Linked DNA regions of Xenopus laevis: region 2 is linked to region 1. A link is a contact called in public Hi-C data. All regions are on one chromosome and are shown on one strand. Each heading gives the region's core, a stretch centred on a gene start, on an enhancer-like site or on the middle of the called end of the contact. The rest is flanking DNA. Distances are from core to core; before and after follow the strand shown.

What was found. A called contact is a pair of places that touch in the nucleus more often than the background predicts.
Region 2: a contact with region 1 is called in a Hi-C map of the XTC cell line, with 6 times the contacts expected there. The contact joins two enhancer-like sites. A contact is called at or near these places in 2 of 4 Hi-C or Micro-C datasets (the XTC cell line and animal cap).

Annotation. Positions count from the first base shown.
Region 1 is chr5L:137,781,834-137,789,230 of Xenopus_laevis_v10.1, forward strand. pik3cb.L (phosphatidylinositol 4,5-bisphosphate 3-kinase catalytic subunit beta isoform) reads right to left here. Exons shown (of 25, transcript XM_018263924.2): 13 at 5,927-5,980; 14 at 766-954. Among protein-coding and RNA genes, the nearest start is that of LOC121393826, 26 kb to the left of the region's middle. Within about 2 kb of position 2,693, at least 1 of the 7 cell types and tissues checked has an H3K27ac peak or open chromatin away from gene starts, as enhancers often do.
Region 2 is chr5L:137,904,832-137,912,228 of Xenopus_laevis_v10.1, forward strand. No RefSeq gene overlaps it. Among protein-coding and RNA genes, the nearest start is that of foxl2.L, 23 kb to the right of the region's middle. Within about 2 kb of position 4,045, at least 1 of the 7 cell types and tissues checked has an H3K27ac peak or open chromatin away from gene starts, as enhancers often do.

The DNA.
Region 1 (7,397 bases), core at 1,443-3,942:
TTATAGTGCCAGCAAGTCGTGTGACTCTTTACACCAGGGATCTGCAACCTTGGCTCTCCAGCTGTTAAGGAACTACAAGTCCCACAATGCAATGAAGGAGTCTAATGAAGGAGTCTAAAGGCAAATGCATTGTGGGACTTGTAGTTCCTTAACAGCTGGAGAGCCAAGGTTCCAGATCCCTGCTTTACACTATTCGTTTAGCAAAAACGAGTCTTGGACTAATGGAATAAATATGGGTTTGGAAATGACAGTAGAGGATAAGAAGGTCTTGCTCACCCAAGACTCATTTAAAATTATTCATAACTACTATATGCTCATCATTCTAAGCCTGGGATCTCATTGATAATTCAGCTAAGAGAGAAGACACTCAGAAGTGGCCCTGTGTGAATAAACTTTCGCCACTATATTTACAGGTGTTCTGTAATAAGTCTTTATTTATTCCCTGGGCATTGATCATGCAGTTACTGCAGCTGGCAGTTGTACTTCAATAGGAGCTGGGACATTTCTGGTTCATACAATGGTTGGTAAATGAGAGGTAACACAATAAATATGATCCCTCTGTATGAAGTTATGAAAGAAACGACTTGGTGATGCATTAGCTTAGATCAGAATATATAATATATATATATATAATATATATATATATATATATATATATATATATATATATATATATATATATATATATATATATATAAAATATAATGGGACTCTTATTTTATCCAAAGCAGAACAAACAAACCCTGTGTATCCAGGCAACAATACCTGTGCCACATCCTCCAGCTTGTTCCACTTGACAGACAAGAGAAGCTTGGGCAGTGAGCCGGGAAAGTTCTCTCTACAGTCGTACCGCAAGGTCCAGATCAAATCTTTCTCATTCTCACACAACTGGCACAGAGGGTCCCGTTCCATGATCTCCTTGAGTTCAATATTAAACTTTTTCCCACCACGTCCCTAGAAAAAAAACAAAAAAAACCTCAAGACATGCTGATATCTAAAAACAGCCTTTGCCATACAGAAGAAAGGTAAGTGAAGAGGCCTGGAATATATGAAAATAAAGCTGGAATATTTTTTAAAATAGAATTTGTTGAATACCAACCAAATGATTGGGCTTGACAAATTCAGGAGTAATTAAGACACACTTAGAGAGATACAAGGAGCTTGTGAATAGGTTAATTTAGCAAACATGGAACTGCTTGAGACCATGTCTACCCTCTACTATCCCATATAGTAGCACCATATTGGCATCCAAATGATGACCATGGAAGTGTTGGTGGAATAAACACAATATCGGCACGTGTCCGGAATGCTGGTGCTTTTTAAGGAAATATATAATGGTAGCCTGTGTACTGGGATAAGGGGCAATTTAGGGTCTATGGAATCCTTTAAAACTCTTGCTACTTTACTGTCCCATTAAACTCCCATTAAATACAGTATTATCGCGTACAAACACAGTGCAGCCTACAATCTGTCCTGTATACAAAGTCACAGTAATGGCAGTGTCAAAGAGTCACTGGTCACTGAGCACACAGGGCTTATTTTGGCCAGAAGCAGCTTGTTTTTGCACTTTCTGAATGAAAATGCTCAGAGCAACCTATTCTCTGCTGCCAGTGGAGGAAACACACTGCACTTTTATTATGGTGAGGATGCTTCTGGAGTAGCCAAGAACCTGGGTAGGCACAACAACAATGTAATATATAAATGAGTTTTGAAAATAGAATTAGGCCATATATATTCCAAATTGTTTTGGACTTGGTCATTCCAATTTAAAGTTATACTGACACTAAAAAAATACTTTTTAAAATATGAATGTACATTAAAAGTTACCTATAGGTAATGTTGATGTTTTTTTTTCTGAGAGGTTTGTTTTTGTAAGTAATTGTTACCGTAGTTGAAGTTTCTAAACCTGACTGTTTTGCCAACCTGACTGTTGGCAAAGTTAAATTTTCTAATGCTAACGGACTCCTGCTGCACAAATATGGCAGCCCCCTCATACAGGAACATGGGGCATCAGACAGGTAATGTAAAAGGAGTGTGCAAATACTTTATGGCAAAGTTATAAGTAGCTTTCAAAGCCAATATTATGATAGATGTAAAATAGTTTAATTTCTAGTGTCAGTATCTCTTTAAAGTCTTTTCCCCAGAATTACCATGAGGGGGCAGTGTTACCCTATTAGACAATCTCCATTAAGTCAGGAAGTTGCAGAAATAAAGACAGATCTCTTTTCCTGCACTTATAGGCATAAGTCTGTAATAACTTTAGGAAGGGTAGTGTTTCCTCTGCATCAGCAAAATCTGAAATGGTGACACGGAGGGCACATTTTATGACCCACTGATATTTTTTTTTGCATCAGGGAAACTGGAGACTTAATCAATTTGGCAACAAGTGAATAATACTGGGGCAGAGCAGAAGGTGTTACAGGTATCTTAAAATACACGGAAACTTGGCAAGTGCATGTAAAGTACTCTAAAGCACAGGTGCCATTGGACTGCCTGCATCTATAGACTTTTGCTATGGAAGTCTGGCTACATGCAACTCTCTAAAGCCCTGGTGTGTAGGGTGGTGTAGAAGGACAGTACAATGCAGGGACTTTCTCATAGATTCTATTGACTTTTTGGGCCTGAATATCCTGATCACTGAATCTCCTGGGGCACAATTGTGTGGCACACAAGAGGTGTGACGGACCTAGCCAACCACTCCCCTCGGTGCACCTAGGTGCTTCCCTACTGCAATGTTCCCAGGAGCAACACCAATATCTGTCAGGAACAGGATATCTCTCTCTCTATACTACTTGCTGCAGCACTCCATAAATATGTGTATGGGTCCGTACGTACATTTCTATATATTTAGTAAGGATGCACTGAATCCAGGATTTAGTTTGGGATTGGCCGAATCCAAGTTTCTGGCTGAACCGAATCATCACATGACTTTTCGTCACAGAAAGACAAAAACTTCTTAGCCACTCGATGTGCGCACGGTTCTCTCCCCCCCCCGTATTACCCTAATTTACATATGCAAATTAGGGTTTGGATTCAGTTCAGTATTCGGACGGATCTTTCACAAAGGATTCTGGATTCAGATGAATCCTAAAATAGTCAATTTGGTGCATCCCTAATATTTAGGGGGTAGACTGTAAAAGGAGACAACAAAGAAAGGAAAGAAGGAAAAAATTGAACAGAAAGATAGAAAACAGGAAAGAGAACAAGGAAACTGCACTGTAATGAAGTATGCCCATACATGGGCCAATAAAAGTTGCCGATCTATATCTGGCCAAAATTCAGCTGTCTTATCAGGCAGATAAGAAAATTCCTTTGAGAAAGGACAATATCATCCCATTGACATCTACACTTAGCTTCACACATTCCCTCATCCTACATGCCCAAGATGCGGAACAAAGCTGCAAGTAAAGTATACCAGGACACACAATATTATTTTTGGGGACAAAGTGTGTGTTGAAGTTGGTAAGAAACTGCCAGAGAAATCAAACTATACCTAGGAGGCCACAGTCCAGTGTCCTGTTAAAACAACTGTCCTTGGCATACACATGCGGTATTATGACTGGCTGCTAAGTCAAGTATTTGCTGAACAGATTTCCCAACACGCCAGACTGTAACTGTAATATCAGGTTGTTCAGTACAGTAGTCATTTCTTGTACATTTAAAGGCATAATATTGATTTAGCTTGTGCAACAATACACAATGACAATCATAGATATATAATTGTATTGCATTATTTATGCAATATCTATAATTCTATTGAATTATCTATGTACGTGATCATGTATTCAGGCAAATTGGTATATTCATGATAGGCATGCACTATTTTGGATTCGGACGAACCCCCGAATCCTTCGCCAAAGATTCCACCGAATACCGAGTTGAATCCGAATCCTAGTTTGCGTATGCAAATTAGGGGTGGGAAGGGGAAAACATCTTTTACTTCCTTGTTTTGTAACAAAAAGTCATACGATTCCCCTCTCTGCCCCTAATTTGCATATGCAAATTAGGATTCAGATTCGGTTTGGCAGGCAGAAGGATTTGGCCGCATCCTGCTGAAAAAGGCCAAATCCTGGATTCGGTGCATCCCTAATTTATGATTTTATGCTGCTATACCAGCCCAGCTTAGTAGTACAAACAGACAAGACAGTAGAAGTAGAACAGATAGTAGATAACTCTGTGCTTACTGAGGGATCCTTCCATGTAATTATTATTTTTACAAACAACACATTTTATACTGATATCGGTATCCTATAAAGGGCTAATCTCTAACCCAAGCCTCCAAAATACAGCCGTCAATGAAAGCTTCCTAGCCTCTGTAGAGTAAAACTTGCCCCAGGGCAGCAATTAATAATTAACTTTCTAGTTTACCATTAAACAGTGGACTATTTAAGAGCAAGCCCAGAGAGACAGCAGTGCAAATTATTGCTCGTTGTGCTTTCATGGCAGGTGAAAAGGCTTGTGAAAAGGCAACTGTCATCACAATAAAAATACTCAGAATTGTTGGGTGAAGTTAAAGAATAAATTGAATTAGTCTATCCATAACAGTTACTTTTTTTTTTATTATAAAGATTTCATTGTGTTTTCATTTTCATGTAAATAACCTAACTGCTGCAAACAACTGATTCCCTCTGTGTGTTCCACATTGTTTATCATTAATCCATAACGAGTCAACAACTATCAAACAGCTGACTGAGTTAAAGGGGAACCATCACAACTTCACACGCAGCATAATTTTTTCTTCATTCTGTCTTCTTCCAAGAGTTGGGTGTCAGATTTTGATTTATAGTTAGATTCAATATATCTCTGGGGGGGGGGGCATTTTCTAGTAGATTTGTTAGAGCTCACTCAAATAACTGACTCCAGCACAAACAAAATCTAACCAAATAGCTGATTTTGGCAGAAATCCTAAAGGTCGAGAAGGAGCTCTTATACATCTTCAATGCGAAAGAGATTTGGACCTAACTATCATTCAAACTCAGACTCCGAAATATTGCATGAAGACAAAGTAAAGTTGGCCATAGATGCAAAGATCTGATCGTTTGAATCCTTGAACGATCGGACTTCCCCATCTCCCAACCTGCCACTAACCATTCTGATCAAATAAATTAGTAAAAGAACAGATCAGCCGATGTTCTGCCCCTACAGCAATCGTACGAAAGTTATGTCTGACAAAGCTGGTGTCTCCCACTGAAAATCGTACAATCGACAATACACGCAGAGATATTATCGGCAGCCGACAGAAATTTCTTAACCTGTCCGATCAACCAAACGACCGATCTCCACCGGACGAAAAATGTTGTGACTCTCCACACACGGTCCAAAAATCGGAACTTTTCGTCTATGGCCAGCTTAACAGATGCTGAAGTGGGGCTGTTTTGGATCGCTTTGGGCTAATGGCACATGATGCTGTTTCTCATCCTGCATAGTAAATTGTTCTGATGAAGGCATGCTGCAATGACTCATAGCCAACTAATAAAGCCTGACCTAACTCTGCTCTGGTGCCTCCAGGCACTTACACAATAATCTGCATCCCTGTAAACATGGGCACCCACATGTAATAAACATGGATAAAACACATAGAGGCTAAAGAGAGAATGAGAATTATTTTTAGTAAATACATGTCACACCACCAGCCCATGACAGATAGATAGAAAGATGCACTTTAAGAAAATGAAAACCCTGCCCTACACTGCCATGTATCACACTATTCAGCTCATGCTGAAACAAATGCACAAATTTAAACAGTGGTCTCGGTCTAGGTTAATAGCTATAAGGGTTTTCTAAGTACCTGGATGTGCCTGGTTAGGGAGTTGCCACAGAATGACTTAATTGCTTTTATGTTTCCAGCTTTGAGTAGGCTTACTACACATTGATCTCCTACAGCTGAGCAGAGTTTATGGATTGTGGCTTGCCCCGGAGAACTTACCGTCGTAGACAGGCTGTCACTGTTCCGTGCAATTTCAGCAGCTTTTTCAAGTATCTGTGGAAAACACATATTAATGGTAAGTATCTACTGTACCAACTGTGCACTTACGTTTGGACACAATACATGACATCATTGTATAAAGTGTGAGCCACAACTCAGTATTTGCTCAGACCCACCCATTGTGTTAAACACTTGTTAACCCGTTAACTTTTTAACTATTCGTTTGCTTTATTACATGCTTGGGATTGACTGATGTTCATTCTCCATAGCAATTCTGTTAATTTATCCCAATTTCATTTCAATCCCTTGGGGCCTACTGTTTAAAGGGATACTGTCATGGGGAAAAAACATTTTTTTCAAAATGAAGCAGTTAATAGTGCTGATCCAGCAGAATTCTGCACTGAAATCCATTTCTCAAAAGAGCAAACAGATTTTTTTATATTCAATTTTGAAATGGGGCTAGACATAGTGTCAATTTCCCAGCTGCCCCAAGTCATGTGACTTGTGCTCTGATAAACTTCAATCACTCTTTACTGCAAGTTGGAGTGATATCACCCCTCCCTTTTCCCCCCCAGCAGCCAAACAAGAGAACCATGGGAAGGTAACCAGATAGCAGCTCCCTAACACAAGATAACAGCTGCCTGGTAGATCTAAGAACAACACTCAATAGTAAAAACCCACGTCTCACTGAGACACATTCAGTTACATTGAGAAGTAAAAACAGCAGCCTGCCAGAAAGCATTTCTCTCCTAAAGTTCAGGCACAAGTCACATGGGGCAGCTGGGAAATTGAAAAATGTCTAGCCCCATGTCAGATTTCAAAATTGAATATAAAAAAAAATCTGTTTGCTCTTTTGAGAAAAGGATTTCAGTGCAGAATTCTGCTGGAGTAGCACTATTAACTGATGCGTTTGGAAAAAAACATGTTTTCCGATGACAGGATCCCTTTAAAAACGCATTACAACCTAAGTTTGTCACATAAGTCCTCTTTATGCACTCTCCAAGAAATATTACAGAGCATTAGGAGTGTGCAGGTACTCTCTTCTTCTACAGTCATGGATGTACCAAAACAGTTATTTTCAAATTTGGACAAACACTGTCCCTTTTACAAGAGTCAACCGAATGCAGAACCAAATCAGAACCCTCATTTGCATATTTAAATTTCATGTCGCTACTAGATTCAGTTTCGAGTTCAATCTCGGTACTGCAAGAAGTGGTGGGAATGCGGCCAAATCTGGCAACAAAATCCTGGACTGGGCACACAGGCAGAGATTAGTCGCCCCGAAGAACAGGAGATTTGTCACCGCGCGACTAATCTCCCTGAATCTGCCGGTGTGCCCTGACCCTAAAAGTTAAAAACTGGGCAAGACATTTGGGTGTATTTATAAACGAGTCACCAGCTCCAAGCAGTTTCCTTTGCAAGAGCAGTAAAAGAGGCACAGACTGAAGTGCATAAGACACAGAGAAGTTTG
Region 2 (7,397 bases), core at 2,795-5,294, 120 kb after region 1:
ATATATATATTCACACACACATACACACATACACGCATGAGTGTGTTAGAAAGTGCAAGTGCCCCCTGATGAGAGTTCATGGAGCCAGGAATGAGTCACACAGAACCTACAGTATGCCGAGAATTGTTTTCCTGGCCCCCTGGTAGGGAGATCTTCATATCATAAGGGAATGGGTTATCAGATGAGATCTTTAGCCTGCCCTGTTATTATACACTGTACCTCTGATCTAATTAGGGGAGAAATAAGAGAGAGAGTCCCAGTGCAAGAATAACACTGCCGTCTGACCTCCAACCCCTGACACAGTGACACTGGCAGAAATGAAATAAAGACGCACAGAGATGGACGGGCCAAAAGGCAAACCAGGAGAATGCAGGGAGGGAGGTGCGGGGGGGGGGGGGAGTAAAGGGTGGGCAATGCGGTTATTTATAACGTCTCTGCTGTGCAAAATTACAATAAGGACAAACAGGTCCTATAAATGGAGCCAAAATAAAGCAAATAGTCACATACAAAGATAGTCACATACAAAGATTTTGTAAGTCTAGGGATTTCAGTTGTGCTATAACATATTCAAAAATTATTTATCAGACCTTAATGAAAGCTGCTTCAGCCCTAATTCAGTTTATTGCACAAGGCAGCCCACATATAGCAGCCTCATACCTTCCTTGCATCCTATGGTCTGCCCCCTTGTTATTTGGGATCTAACATCAGCAGTGGGGTTGTTGGGGCCTGTGCTCTGGCATCAGGGGCTTATATCTCAACGAATAAGGATGTGCGCTATGTAACTTTCTTATGTTCTATGCATTAAGCTACAGACCTGAACATAGTTCAAGAGAATTAGTTGATATTTGGTACACATGGGATAATAATGATCAAAGTCCAGTAAACCATTCCAGCCTATCAGCAGTTAGATCACAGCAGACAAGGGTCACATTGTACATGCCCATATTAAAGGGGTGGTTCGCCTTTAAATTAACTTTTAGTATGTTATAGAATGGCTAATTCTAAGCGACTTTTCAATTGGCCTTCATTGTTTCTTTTTTTTTTATAGTTTTCCTCTTCTGACTCTTTCCAGCTTTGAAATGGGGGTCACTGACCCTATCTAAATGCTCTGTAAGCCATTTTTTTCAAATTCAGGCCATCTCGTAGGGTAACTTGGACCCTAGTAATGAAGACTTGAGAGCCGCTGAATATAAAACTAAATAACCCAAAAACCACAAATAATAAAAAAATTAAAACTGATTGCAAATTGTCTCTGAATATCACTCTCTACATCATACTAAAAGCTAATTTAAATGTGAACAACCCATTTAATGCCAAGTAATAATGTAACATTAAGCAAACTATTGTTTAATTTTAAAATACAAACTGAATATAGTGCAGTACCGGGAGTTTTCACCTTGCTTACAATTAAATAGTTGTAAATTTCCACTGGGGTTCCAAACCCTTCCATTAACATATGTTATAGCTTTAAACTAATGTGTATAAAGTGCATCAGGTGTACAACATTTCAAGGGGCTCCTACCTCCCTTACTCAGGTGCAAAAGAACCTAATGAAACCTAATGAAGAATATTTTTTATTGTTGCACTTTCCTGTTATTGTCCTGTTGCTTGGCAGAAAGAGCATGCAGTGTTTCACATCGCTCACTAGAGGGCAGCCTGTCTGCTGGTTTCTATTACAGTTGCAACATTGTTTTGGACTTGCCAGCAAAAAAACGTAAGTAGTAATTATGTTTATGTGGATCTGCAAATCAAACAGACATAATTTGGGGCCTGCAAAAGTTTTTCCTGTATTGTATTGTTATTATATGAGCAGAATTGGAAACCCCCTGCTTATTGCCATTGCTTAGAGAATCTGAAATTCTGCAGGTGTCCGGGAGTTCGTCTATTGCTGGGGAGCCGGACAAAAGTGCTGTAATACTTTCATTCCATAGAGCAGCAATGTACCTGCCTACAGACATGAGGCCTCCTGATTACTTTTCATACCTGAGCTACAAGGAATAGTTTTATGCAATGGGTAGGTCTTCTTATTAATAATATATTGATCAGGATGCTACTTGCCCTTTAAAATAATACATTAATAATATAAACTAATGGATTCATTTTAAAAGTATAAACCAAATGAGTATGTTGTTAATGTGATTTTGCATTAGAGTCCTGGCCAGAAAAGGCTGCATGGGCCATCAGAATCAATGGATCTATAGGGTACAGGCAGGGGTGTAACTACAGAGGAAGCAGACCCTGCGGCTGCAGGGGGCCCCAGGAGGTATATTGAGCAATTTCAACATATATTTGTATAAAGGTCAACCTCTAGATATATTGGGTGGGGCTCTAAAATGAATTTGCAGTGGGGCCCAGTAACATGTAGTTACGCCACTTGGTACAGCTTGCTGTGAGGGTGGGATGGCATAAATATCACCCATATCCAACGTCTGCACAACTCCCATCTGTTTCCAACAGCCAAGGTCTATTATAGGTGCTTGTTCCCCTACTTTGTAGCCTTCGCTATCCAAAACTGCCTGAAATCACTGTGCCCGATGAATACAGGTGGAAAGCAACTTGCTGGGTATTTCTGTAATCTTATTTTGAGTTATGTGAGGCCCTGCCTAAATGTTGCACCTCGAGAGAGAGAGAGAGGGCTGGGGCTTGAACTTGACAAGGTCAGAAAACCTGAGCCATGGTGACTCACATTTTTAAAAACTATTTATAACAGGTCCCATTCCAGTTTGATATAATTCTAAGAAAAAAAACAATTAGGCTAGGGCCACACGGGGCTTAAATCAGCTAGCCGAAATCCGCTGGCTGATTTCAGAGAGATTTCTCTCTCTTCCACACTGAATCACCTCGTGTGGTCTTCAGCGACAATCCTTGAGCCGAAATCCGCCGTCTTTTCACAACAATGTGGAAGAGAGAGGGGGCTATTGCTCGTGGTAGAGCTGAAATCAGACAGCAGATTTCGGTTTACTAATTTTGGCCCCCATGTGGCCCTAGTTTTACACTTAGTAATATTAATAGTTTTTCTAGTAGCATGAGGGGGTGTGTTTAATTCTGACTCCGTAGGCTGGTGGCACACAGTAAGATTCGGGGGAGATTAGTCGCCCAAAAGCACTGCGTATCTTGACAGCGCTATATAAATAAATGATGATGATGATGATGATGAACTTCTTCGGGTGACTAATCTCCCTGCAATGCCTTCCCACTGGCAAGAATGTGAATCGCCAGCAGGATAGCATACTTAGCTTTGTTTTTCTGTTCGCCCGAAGTTTGCTTGTGAGGAAACTGTGGGCGACTTCGGAAAATGAAGCAGTATGTATGCAATTCTGCCAGCGACAAATCTCCTCTTCTTCAGGACGACTAATCTCCCTGAACTGCCTTCCCTTGCCTTCCCACCGGCTAGAATGAAAATTGCCGGCAAGATGTCAATCAGAGCGATCCGTTTTCTGAAGTCACCCAAAGTTTCCTTGTGAGGCGACAAATCTCCTCTTCTTCGGACCAATCTCCCCGAACTGCCTTCCCCTGCCTTCTCACTGGCTAGAATGAAAATCGAGGGAAGAAAAGATAAGGGATAAGGGATGCGAAAATCAGATGCTTTTATTTATTTGCTTATCACACCCCCCTCACTGTTATTGTTTAAACAAATCATCAGGCTGCTGTTCTGGGGTATTAACCCTTTCCATGACTGCTGTGGGATTGCAGTTTTCCATAGATCTGTACATGGAAACATAGAATCTACAGCTCTGGAATTTGGTAATTGGATTGCCGGCACCTTCGGTTCTACAATCTACAGTGTGTAATGGGTTAAAGAGCTAAGGAGGACCGTTGAATTTTAGTTCTATGGCACATCTGGCAATTTTGCTATCACGGTACTGTCAGGCAGAACCGCAGCAGTCAAAACACCCTTCCCCTGACTGTCATCGTTATCATATGATAAACATGGGAAATATTTGCCTATGGCAGACACTGGTGGTGACGGGAAGGGCAACTGACAGTGTCTGCCTTAGGCAGTGCATTTCCCATTCTTTTGAATGGGGAACAGTGACATGTACGGAACCACTGCCTGAAAGCACTGAGACAGTCCCTTTGCCAGGTGTGCCCCAGGCCATAGACTCTTCAGAAGCCATTCAGCTGGGATTAAAACAGTAGAAAACAGTCGGTGGGACCTGGTATATGAGGGAATATGCAACAGGACAGTGGCAATCTTCTTTTTTCCCCAGAATTAAAGAAATTCAATTTAAATGTGATCTAAAATAATCTACTGTACATTAAAAGGGATTTAATGACATGGAAAAATATATACCTTAAAAAAATAGATATTTTGACAACACATAAAGGGATACGAGCAACAAGCCAGCAATCTAATTGGCTGAGGGAACTGAAAGTCCAGATCGTGCTCCATAGGGGGTAATGGACTGGGAGTTTCTGACAAGTTCAGTTAGAGAGGGAGGTAAACACCTAATCCAAACACACACGCCGGCTGCCAAACCATTAACAGGATTCGGGTAAAAAGCTGCTTTTTATTCCCTGTCATCTAAAATATTTCATCTCTGTTAACCCTTGACACCCAGAATGGCAATTCCTGTATGGCAGAACCAGCAGGGGAGAGGATCCTTTAAACATCACTTATAACTCATTCATATTTTCAGTATATTTATTTCCCAAGTGAATATACAAAAATAAACAAAATAGATGATTTCCCAATGCGAGGAATACATTTTATTATTTCTTTTTGCTGCTCTTGGAGAAACACAGGAGATGGGCAGATAAAAAAGAGCTGATATGTATGTGCCACAATATAGGAACCTCTAATTCTGCTGAATTAAAAAAATAATAAAAAATAATAAAAAAAAATATTCAGCTGACAATATTCTGATCCTTTCAAAAATGGCAAATGAGTAAGTTTTTGGAAAATATACTTAGAAAATAGAACAGATTTTTGTTGTAACCTTATATACTGTACGTCTTTTTTCATATACATATATTTTGTGTCTTGTGTGATGGTTCAATTTTTAAAATGTGTGAAAAAGTTTGGTGTAGTATTTAACAGTATGTGAATGTGTTACTCAGGGTGACCAGGCTGTGACAGTAACATCTATGTGTTAGTTCTTCTATATAGTATTGAACTTTTAATAAGGACACGTCCTGTTCAAATGTCAGGAGGCTAATGCTGGGATTATGAGATGTGTTAAATTAATCTGTCTATAAATGATTCTCTAGAAATCTTTGCTGCTGTTAATCTGCAACTAATACTTGGTGTAACCTGAAAGCAGAAAATAGAACACTTCGCCGTAATATTCAATTGCGTTACCTATAGTACCTGCAGTAATATTAAGAATGTGACTTCCTTTGTTCAAGGTTGTTATTGTACAGGTATAAGATCAGTTTTTCAGAAACGCATTATCCAGAAAGTTCCGAATTACGGGAAGCTCGTCTCTAATATACATTTTATTCAAATAATCCAAATTTTTAAGAATGATTTTCTTTTTCTCTGTAATAATAAAACAGTACCTTGTACTTGATCCAAACTAAGATATAATTAATCCTTATTGGAAGCAAAACCAGCCTATTGGGTTTATTTAATGTTTACATGATTTTCTAGTAAACGTAAGTATTAAGATCAAATTACGAAAAGACCCATTACCCAGAAAGTGCCAGGTCCTGAGCATTCTGGATAACAGGTCCCATACTTATATTTTCTAACTCTAAATAAAACAAAAAAACAAGACAGACATGAAAATTCTTCATAAGCTTCTCAAAAAGTACACCTTCTGTTTATTCAGTTATGTGAAGAAGTTTCACTTCTTCCACTAATAAATATTTTCATAGATGCACGTTCTTACGAAAAACCATTTCTTTTTCTTTTTTATTTTTAAGGAGGTTAAACCACTGGTTTGTAACTTTAAATCTTGTTTAGTAGAAGAGCTCCTGAATTTGATTTACAGAAATAGCATCAATGTATGGCAGAGTGTTAATATAATATAGTCAATAGAAGCCTGTCTAATAAAGCCATAAAATGTTCTAAAATGGAGCAGGGGTTCGTACTGAATAATCTAAAATATTGTTTTCAGAGAATGCGGAGTTTACAGCACTGAGAGCAAATAAATGAAAAGCAATGAAGCGGCAGCCTCGATTCTCTAAACAAAGGGAAAACATTAACCCTGGAAATATTTACTCAGTAAGAATTAATGTTTTAATTGTCTAAACTGTCAAAGAAAACTCTAAAAAACATAATCTATGTGTGTATGTATATATATATATATATATATATATAGATATATATATATATATATATATATATATATATATGTATAGTTCTGCACTCACTTGTCTTTGGCAATTAAATTAAAAATATTTAATTAATCATATGCAAAGTTCAATTTTTATCAACGACAACAAGACCATTATAATGAATATATATATATATATATAATAATTTTTTTTCCCAAATACAGTAAATTCTTGTGAAATTAATTTAAAAGTAAACCTTGTTTAAAAAAGGTGAATAGATTTTGAGAAGTCAATAGTACAGCTAAGGAACTTGTTATGCAGAATACTAGGGTCCAGATAACAGATCTTTCTGTAATTTGGAGCCTCATTCCTTAAGTCTACTAAAAAATTATGTAAACATTAAATAAACCCAATAGGTTGATTTTGCTTCCAGTACGGATGAATTATGGGATCAAGTACAAGGTACTGTTTTATTATTACCGAGAAAAAGGAAATCAATTTTTAAATGTTGGATTGTTTTATTAAAATAGAGTCTATGGAAGATGGCCTTTCCATAATTCTGAGATTTCTGGATAACAGGTTTCTGGATAACAGATCCAATACCTGTATTTTCTAGTTAATACCAATTCATATATTGATCAATGCAATGCTGTAATTAGTCAGCATTTTTTGCCATTTTTTAACTACAAAAGTACACGACTTCAAATAAGCATCTTGTAACACATTTAATATGGAGATATTTCAGAAAATGACTGGATCTCAGTTTATGGTAATAATTAAACCCAAAGAGTTTTTTTTTAGTTCAAGTCAAATCTCTGGCTTACGCTATATATCTAAATATATTTTCGTCTTCTATGTTTAACATAATTGCATTAAAAAAACCTTTTTATATTGCCTTTAATGTTGCCATCATTTTATATAGGTCTATTGTATAATGAAAAGGGAATCATGGCATGATTAATTGACCTTAATCAATGTCAGAAAAGTATACATTTTTTTGTTAAAAAAAAAAAAAACAATGGCACAATTAGTCTAAAATATATATTTTATTTATTACAATAATAGTTATTATTACTTGTAAAATAACAACAATAATAATAACAACTACTACTACAACAACAATAATAATACAGGTACGGGACCTGTTATCCAGAATGCTCGGGACCTGGTGTTTT